3 separate regions of the Mus musculus genome follow, and regions 1 and 2 are each linked to region 3. The links are chromatin contacts, called in public HiChIP or PLAC-seq maps. All regions are on one chromosome and are shown on one strand. Each heading gives the region's core, a stretch centred on a gene start, on an enhancer-like site or on the middle of the called end of the contact. The rest is flanking DNA. Distances are from core to core; before and after follow the strand shown.

Region 1 (2,700 bases), core at 87-2,586, 490 kb after region 3:
CTGCTCTTACTACTGTCCCTACCCCTGCGGCTCTTTTCACCCTGCTTCCTAGTTGCTCTCTCCCCCTTTGCCCTGGCCTTGCTCTTCTCTGTTCCAGTTCTTGGAACTCCTAACCTACCAAGTCCCTCTTTTTTTTCTTGTCTTGCCAGAGTGTTTTCCTTACCACTACGCCCCTCAGGGGACTTGGCTCCGCCCTCACAAGGTTCCCCGCCCTCACACTGCTCTTCGCCACGCCCCTTTTCGCTCCTGCTCTGCTTCTAGTCTTCTTCCTCATCCACACCTCCTTACTCGCTAGGCGCTTTGCCTTGGCTTAAAGTCTGAATCTTTCTGGAAATCAGATCCTGCTCAGCTTTCTCTCCTGGCCACGCCCCTGGTCCTGGCTCCAGTCTGAAGTGTTGTGGTAGAGCGGATCTTCACTCTGCCTTCTCTCTTGGCCACGCCCCTGGTCCTGGTTCAGGCCCCAAGTGTTGCAGTAGTTCGAATCCTCACTGTCTCCTCTCTTGGCCACGCCCCTGGTCCTGGCCACTTCTCCCTGGGTCCAGGGCAACCTGGCCCTCCTGCTCGTCGCACCCCTTTTCTTTAAAGCCCTTCTCCCGCCTTGGTGATTTCTCCTCAGCACCAGCTCGCCCCGCCGGGCCACCTTCTCCTTAGGGAACCTTTCCTGGTCGTGGGGCCTCTCTACTCCTTGGGGTCTCTCCTCGCCTCCGGTTGTTTCCTCGCAGGGTAGTCGCTCCTCACTGCAGTCCGTTCTCTCTCTACCAGACCTGTCCTCCCATTTGGCTCTCTCTTTACCGAACCCCCTCTGGTAAACAATTCTCTCCTTGCCCCAGTTTGTGTCTCTGCCTGGACTTCGCTCCTGATCTCTGGGTCTCTCCTGGGTAAAGATGGTCCTCTGGCCGCAAGACCTCCCGTCATTCCACACCCACGCTGACTTCGCGATCCTCACTGTCCCCACCAACACCTTTTCCCTCCACCTTCTCTCATCTCTCCTGTCCATTCCCTGAACATCCACCTGCCCTATGCCCCGCCTCTTCTAGCCGCACCCAAACCCATCCTTCAGGCCACGCCCTGGCCTTCACCTCGCCCTTTCTTTGCCTGGCCCTGCTCTTTTCCCAGCCTTTCCTTGCCTTGCCTCCCACCCCTCCCCTCTCCTTCTCAACTCCCCCCCCCACACACACACACCCCATCATCCCCTAGGATGGCACCGTCCTCTTCTCCCCGCCCCACCGTACCAGTCACTTGGTTAAAACCGGTCAACCATTGCTTGGCAGTGCCTGTTCAACCCCTCTTTCCAGCTCCTAAAATGGCTGCTTGGACTTCCACCTTGCACGAGGCAGGCCTGCGTGGCTTGCGCGTTTCCATGGTAACGCGAATTTTCCCAGCACGGGCCCAAGGCCTTGAGAGCAGGGCTCTAGCAAGTCAGGCTCTCAGATGTGTGACAGGCTAAAAATGCTGGAAACCTGTAGCTTTGTTCTCAGAAGGAAACAGAGGAATTTATAATGGTTGTTCTGACAGAGGCACTGTTCATGTTTGACCTCTAGATCAAAACTTCTCCTGAGGAGCCAAGATGTTCCAGAACCTTTGTGTGTTTGAGCTAATGTGATCTGGAGGTGGGCAGATCTGGAAGTGGGCAGATCATATTCAAGTAGGAGGGTAGTTAAATATTAGCCAACTTAGGCTTGAGCGTTTTTGTGGAGGGCCTTTTGAGGTACCGCTTGGCAGGAGTCTGACATTGGCCTAGGACAAGGAAATGGGCTTCACACAGGAATCTGACATTGGCCATGACAGGGACATAAGTTCAGGCAGGAATCTAGCATTAGGGCATGATAAGGAAGTAAGTTTCTTGCTTAGGCAAGAATCTAACTTTAGGGGCTGGAGAGATGGTTCAGCGGTTAAGAGCATTGACTGCTCTTCCAGAGGTCTTGAGTTCAATTCCCAGCACCCACATGGTGGCTCACAACCATCTGTAATAGGATATGATGCCCTCTTCTGGTGTGTCTGAAGACAGCTACAGTGTACTCATATAAATAAAAAATAATTAAAAAGTTTTTTTAAATGGATCAGTTTGCATTCTTCTACATGCTGACTGCCAGTTGAACCAGCACCATTTGTTGAGAATGCTGTCCTTTAAAAAAAAAAATCTAACTTTAGGCTATAATAGGGAAGTGGGGTAAGGCAGGAATTTTAATCTTAGGGTGCAACAAAAGAAGTAGGCTTCAGGCAAGATTTTGGGCTTGGACAAGGAAGTGGGCTCAAGTATTTTGGTCATTATGACAAGCACTTTTAAACACCTGTCACAGGAGTAATCACGGGACTTTTGCTTACTGCCTTGTTAGTTCCTTACTGTACTGCTCGCCCTGAATACTTGCATGAAATTAAAATACTATACAAAGCAGATTGGGAAAATTGCCTTCAGTCTCAGAATTGACTGGGGTCATGCTACTTAGAGCCCCCTGCCCATGACTGTCAGCAAGCTCTTGCTAAGGCACATGGGTGGCATAAAGATCTGACAGACCAGCCACTAGAGGGTGCAGACATTACCTGGTTGACAGACAGGAGCAGCTATCTAGAAGAAGAGAGGAAACATGCTGGAGCAGCTGTGGTAGACAGAGACACCAAGTTATCTGGACACAGGCCCTGCTAGATGACGTATCGGCCCAAAAGGAGGAACTGATCACTCTCACTAAGGCCTTGGAATTA
Region 2 (2,700 bases), core at 47-2,546, 310 kb after region 3:
GGCAGGCAGATCTCTGAGTTTGATTCTAGCCTAGTCTACAGAGGGAGTTCCAGGATGGCCAAGGGCTGTTACACAGAGAAACCCTTTGCCAAAACAAAAAGAAAAAGGAAAACAAAAAACAAAACAAATAGAAAACACTAGCTATGCTCTTACCTGTTGAGGTCTCTCTCCAGCATCCAGTTAGTCATATTTAATAGATGTATTGTAAAAGCAAAACAAGTATATAATTTGCAAATAGTCATGCATATATTGGTATAAATGATTAAAGGTTTTATTGCTTCAATGTGCAATTTTTTTTTTTTCTGAGACAGGGTTTCTCTGTGTAGCCCTGGCTGTCCTGGAACTCACTTTGTAGACCAGGCTGGCCTGGAATTCAGAAATCCGCCTGCCTCTGCCTCCCAAGTGCTGGGATTAAAGGCGTGCGCCACCATGCCCGGCTTCAATGTGGAATTTTAAAAGATTTGAGACCACTGTTAAAATGAACACTTGAAGCCTGACAACCATGCTTCCCTACAGGGAAGAAAGAAAGCCAATGAAAGGGAAGCCGATCAAGAATCTTGCCAAGGCCTGAATTCACGCAAGAAAACCAATGTCCAGGGCTGGTAAGACGGCCCAGTGCTCAGGAACACCCGCCGCTCTTGCAGAGGCCTCTAATTTGGTTCCTAGCACCCACACGGAGTCTCAAACTGCAACTCCAATTCTAAGTGATCTGACGCCACCTTCTGGCTTTTTTTGGCACTGCACACATGAAGGCAAAAAACACACACACTAAATAAATATTTTTAAAGACAGATACTTTAGATAGTTCAATCAGATGCTTTTTAATTGTGTGGTGGTGGGGTCATGTGTATACCATGGTGTGTGTGTGTGTGTGTGTGTGTGTGTGAGAGATAGAGAGAGAGAGAGAGAGAGAGAGAGAGAGAACAACTTTGAGGAGCTGTTTTTTCACTTCTACCTGGCCTAGGCAGTCTTGTTATTCTTGTCACTGCACTGCGTTGTCACCAGAGTGGCCAGTGCTTCTGTCTTCACATCTCATTGTAGAAGTACTGGGCTTACGGATGCCTACCACGGTATCCGGGGGTTTTTTTTTTGTTTTTTGTTTTTTTCAAAACACAGGTTCCAGGAATTCAAGTTAGGTCATCAGGCTGCCATGGAAAGTGTTTTTACCTACTGAGCTGTCTCCCCAGCTCCCAGTTAATGTTTAAAATAGGAAAATGGTTATAAACACAAGAGGAGGCTAGGAGAGTTGGGCGTGGTGCTGCACGCCCTTTGTTCCAGCACTCTGGAGGCGGAGGCAGGCAGGTCTCTGCACATTCAAGGTCAGCCTGGTGTACAAAGCGAGTTCCAGGACAGCCGGGCCTACACAGAGAAACCCTGTCTCAGAGAGAGAGAGAGAGAGAGAGAGAGAGAGAGAGAGAGAGAGAGAGAGAGAGAGAGAGAGAGAAGAGAGAGGAGGGAGAGGAGGGAGAGGGAGAGAGGGAAAAGGAGAGGGAGGGAGGGAGGGAAGGAGAGGGAGTAGGGTAAGAGAAACAAAACTGGAGGTGTGAGCCTTGTGGACCCCAGGAGGCAAGCTTGGTGGATCAGCAGCTTCATGCTAGTGCCCACCCACTGTTGGTGTAGAATTGCCGGAGGCAGAGCTGGACCTACCGGGACTCCTGAAACCCATTATACCCATTCCTGGTGCTGATGGGGTGGCCAGACTGGTCTCTACTGTCAGAACCAGGCAGACTACGTCTTCTTCTTCCTGCTTTTCTAATTTCTCACCAGAGTCTCCCCCTCTGGTGGATCCTAACTGGAAAGTAGCAGTTAAGGGATTGTGGGAAACGGGCTATAGGCTCCCTCCCTCAGCTACTGTGGAGGCCAGCTCCTTTGAACATAACTGCAGCCATTTTGTATTCAGTCTCCATTTTGCTCAGAAGATGAAATTCAGTTCAGGTTCTCAGGGAATTACGCACAGATGACACTGACAACTTCTCCTAAAAGGGCATAGCTCTGTGGTTGTAATTCTCAGGCTCAGTCACCCCAGTGCTCCGAGACTCCCCTGTTCACCACCCATCCACCACTCCTTTCCTCATGCAGGACCAATCAGCCTAAAAGCTAGTTGATAATTCTTTGTCTAGTCAGCCTTGCCTTCTGAACTTCTGAACTTGGCTTTTCCTATAAAAAAGCCTGCGATAAGAACAGACTGGTACCACAATTATGCTCCCAGGTTTTTGGGTTTTTTTTTTGGTGGCTGCGATCAATAAGTCTTGGGTTGTGCATTCAATAAACTATTCTTGCTTAACTGAGATCCATGTTTGTATGGTTTGTGGGGTGAATTCCTGAACCCCAACATCTACTACACAAAGCAACGAATGAAAGGGTCTGATGGAGTCTGTCAAATTCTAGAAAAAAACAGAACCGCGACAAGGCAAGGTTTTGGGTCACAATACATATTCTATTTTATGATTCACAGAGAGCTAAGAGTTAAGAAACAGTTAAGAAAGCCTGCTGCCTTTTAGTTCCCAGAACCCATATGACAGCTCCTAACCATCTATAACTCCAGTTTGAAGGGAGTTGTTACCCTCTTTTGGCCTCCACAGGCACTGCACACATTGTGCACAGATGTTATGTGGCGGTGAAACACACACATAAAATCTTTGTGGCTGTTGTTTTGAGACAGTGTATGTGTAGATCTGGCTATCCTGGAACTATCTTTGT
Region 3 (2,700 bases), core at 14-2,513:
GACAGCCAATCAGCCAATGGTTCTTCCTTGAGGACGCTCTGGGTTCGCGCCATTCTTACAGCCCGCTGTAGGAGCTGCTGATCCAGGAATCTGAGTCTAGAGTGGAAAACATTGGGAGAATCCCAACAACTCAGGGGAGGTGTAAAGATGGGTGGAGGAGCCCTGTGTTAGAGTAGGAAGTCCAGGAGAGGGGGGGAGGGGGGGACCTTCAGTCAGTCTGTTAGTCCCCGGACCAGGGATCTTGCTGGAGAGTGCCCAAAGCGGAAGGGATCCTAGAACCGGTCTCAGGTCAGGCTAAGGTCTCTTCCTAGAAGACAGACCTCCAGTAATGTTGCCCTGCTATTACTGACTAGCATGCATGAAGGCCTGAGTTCAACTCACAGTTCACTGGGGCACTGAGTTCAGGAGGAAGTTAAAGTGGGCTGTTCCAGAAAGGACCTATCTGGAGCCAGAAGACAAGGCTGGAAGAGATGGTGTGCCAGCCCTATTGTAACACAGCCCCCGAGGTTAGACACCCAAGGAAAGCCCTACCAAGGCCCTTGCCAATCATCTATGATAATCCTAGGATTAAGACAAGAGTGAGCCAGGCTGGTGACCCACACCTGTAATCCCAGCATTTAGGAGGCTGAGACAGGAGGATGAAATTCCAAGCCAACCTGCGCCTAAAGGTACATGCTATCTCAAAACCAAACAAAAAGGCACCAAAGGGGATGCTGTCTGAGAAAGTATTCCAAGGGAACTGGGGTGTGTAGTACGAGGGCTCTCCAAATGAGGCAGCTGTGGCCAGTGTGGGTCAGTTGGGAATGGAGGTTGTTCTGAGAGCACCAGGACGATTGGGATGAAGGTGTATGTTAAGGGGTCCGGACACTATCTGGGACTGGGTGATGGATAGCACTCACTTACCCACGGTGGTGACAAGCGTGCTGGCGAAGAAGAGCGCCGAGGCGAAGTCCCACGCAGGGTCCGAAGCGTTGGCAGCTCCCGAGGCGTTGGCGAGCGCTGCGCGCCCCAGCCGTCCGGCCGCCAGCACCCGCTCCACGAAGGCATCCAGGGCGTGAGCCGCCACGCACGGGCTGTGCTGTAGCAGCTGCTCCCGCAGGGTCCCCAGTTCTGCCCGCAGCCGGGCTTCGTGAGGCCGCTCCAGCCGCGCCACAAGCAGCGCGCCCAGCGCCAGGTACCCGGCGTAGGCGGCCAGGGCGCTAGCCAGGAGCGCGCCCCGCCGCATGGTGCCCGTACAGCCCCGACACCCGCTGACGTGGCCCCCGCCGGCCCACCGCCCGAGGTCCGCTTTTAGTTCCGGGAGCTCCAGGCGCGGCCACCGACGCCCCGAAGAGGAAGAGGAAAAGGAAAAAGGGGGAGGAGCGGGGCTGGCGGAACGCCCTGACGCTGGGAAACTGAGGCACGCCCAAACACCTGGTGTAGGTACAGGGACACCGGAGGGTGGAGTTCGACGCTCCGGGATCGGGGAGTCAAATGGGATGGGAAGGGCTGCGGAGTCCTTTCCTGCCTGAAGTTCCTTGCAACTCTCCTCCTCGCGACTCCTTAACTCAGATCTGAAACTCTCCTCCGAAGTGGGAGCTTTCTGTTTGTAACCTTTTTTTTTTTTTTTTTTTTTTTCTCGAGACAGGGTTTCTCTGTGTAGCCCTGGCTGTCCTGTCTCACTCTGTAGACCAGGATGGCCTGGAACTTAGAAATCTGCCTGCCTCTGCACTGTACCCAGTGTTTGCTTGAGGCACTAAGACGTGGGATAAGTTGTGGGTGGGTGGGAGGGGCCTACGATTTCGGAATAATTGACCAGGAGTCAGGGGGCATTGTTGGAAGACCTCTGTCTCAATAAATAAACAATACATTGCTTACTTTCATGGTGGCGCACCCCTTTTATCCAGCACTCAGGAGGCAGAGGCAGCTATATTTCTGAGTTCAAGCCAGCCTGTGTACATAGTAAGTTCCAGGGCTACATAGTAGGACACAGTCTCAAGAAACACAGAACACACACAAAAATGAGCAAATAAATTTCGGATGTGGTTGTGGTGGCTTGCACATAATAACCTTAACATTTGAGCAATAGACTGGGCCATCACCGGCTCCAGGCCAACCTGGGCTACCTAGTGAATACCTGTCTCAAAAGGTGTGGTGGAGTGGCTGGAGAGAATAGCTAAGAGTATTAGTTGCTTCTGCAGATGACCTGGATATAGATATGTATATAGATATGTATATATCTATATCCAGGGTAGGGACTCCCTTTTCCTGGAGGCTGAGATGTTCCTACGTACATTAGAAAAGTTAAAGGTAGAGCAGCAAAGCCCCGTCTCAAAACAAAACAAAAACCAACAACAAACTAGTAAGTAGCCTAGGGGGTGGCTCACTTCTTTAATCCCAGCACTTGGGAGGCAGAGACAGAGGCAGATGGATCGCTCTGTGAGGGAAGCTTGCTCTACAGAGGGAGTTCCAGGTCAGCCAGGGTGACAAAGTGAGACATTGTCTCAATAGTAAATTAATAGGTAAAACTGAAAGCAGGGTTTCCCTTATTTTTCTCCTGTAGGTCCCCTCACGTCCCTCTATGACGTGGACTCAGTGCTCTCCTTACTGCTGTGTGGAGGGCAGACCAGAATCCTCCCACAACCAGACCGCAGCTCTGATACACGCAACAAGCTCTATTTATAAAACTGTGGTAATTCTTGGGACAGAGCCCAATTTAGG

Evidence for each region. HiChIP or PLAC-seq counts read pairs in DNA pulled down with a chosen protein or histone mark.
Region 1: an H3K4me3 HiChIP or PLAC-seq map of stem cell-derived neural progenitor cells shows a contact between it and region 3, with 7 times the contacts expected there. The contact joins the promoter of Catsperg2 here to the promoter of Kcnk6 in region 3. A contact is called at or near these places in 2 of 115 datasets of contacts at active chromatin or transcription factors (embryonic stem cells and stem cell-derived neural progenitor cells).
Region 2: an H3K4me3 HiChIP or PLAC-seq map of embryonic stem cells shows a contact between it and region 3, with 22 read pairs. The contact joins the enhancer-like site here to the promoter of Kcnk6 in region 3. A contact is called at or near these places in 5 of 39 promoter capture datasets (cranial neural crest, embryonic stem cells, hippocampal neurons and 1 more), 1 of 484 Hi-C or Micro-C datasets (embryonic stem cells), 3 of 115 datasets of contacts at active chromatin or transcription factors (differentiating embryonic stem cells and embryonic stem cells) and 2 of 9 other capture datasets (embryonic stem cells and pancreatic islet).

The regions. Positions count from the first base shown.
Region 1 is chr7:29,725,696-29,728,395 of GRCm38.p6, forward strand. It overlaps Catsperg2 (cation channel sperm associated auxiliary subunit gamma 2), which reads right to left and starts at 1,337. Exons shown (of 29, transcript NM_029714.4): 1 at 1,233-1,337.
Region 2 is chr7:29,540,110-29,542,809 of GRCm38.p6, forward strand. No RefSeq gene overlaps it. Among named protein-coding and RNA genes, the nearest start is that of Gm38982, 14 kb to the right of the region's middle. Within about 2 kb of position 1,297, at least 4 of the 459 cell types and tissues checked have an H3K27ac peak or open chromatin away from gene starts, as enhancers often do. A contact at or near this core is called in embryonic stem cells, where this site is marked.
Region 3 is chr7:29,231,259-29,233,958 of GRCm38.p6, forward strand. Kcnk6 (potassium inwardly-rectifying channel, subfamily K, member 6) reads right to left here and starts at 1,264. Exons shown (of 3, transcript NM_001033525.3): 1 at 904-1,264. The coding sequence starts at 1,225.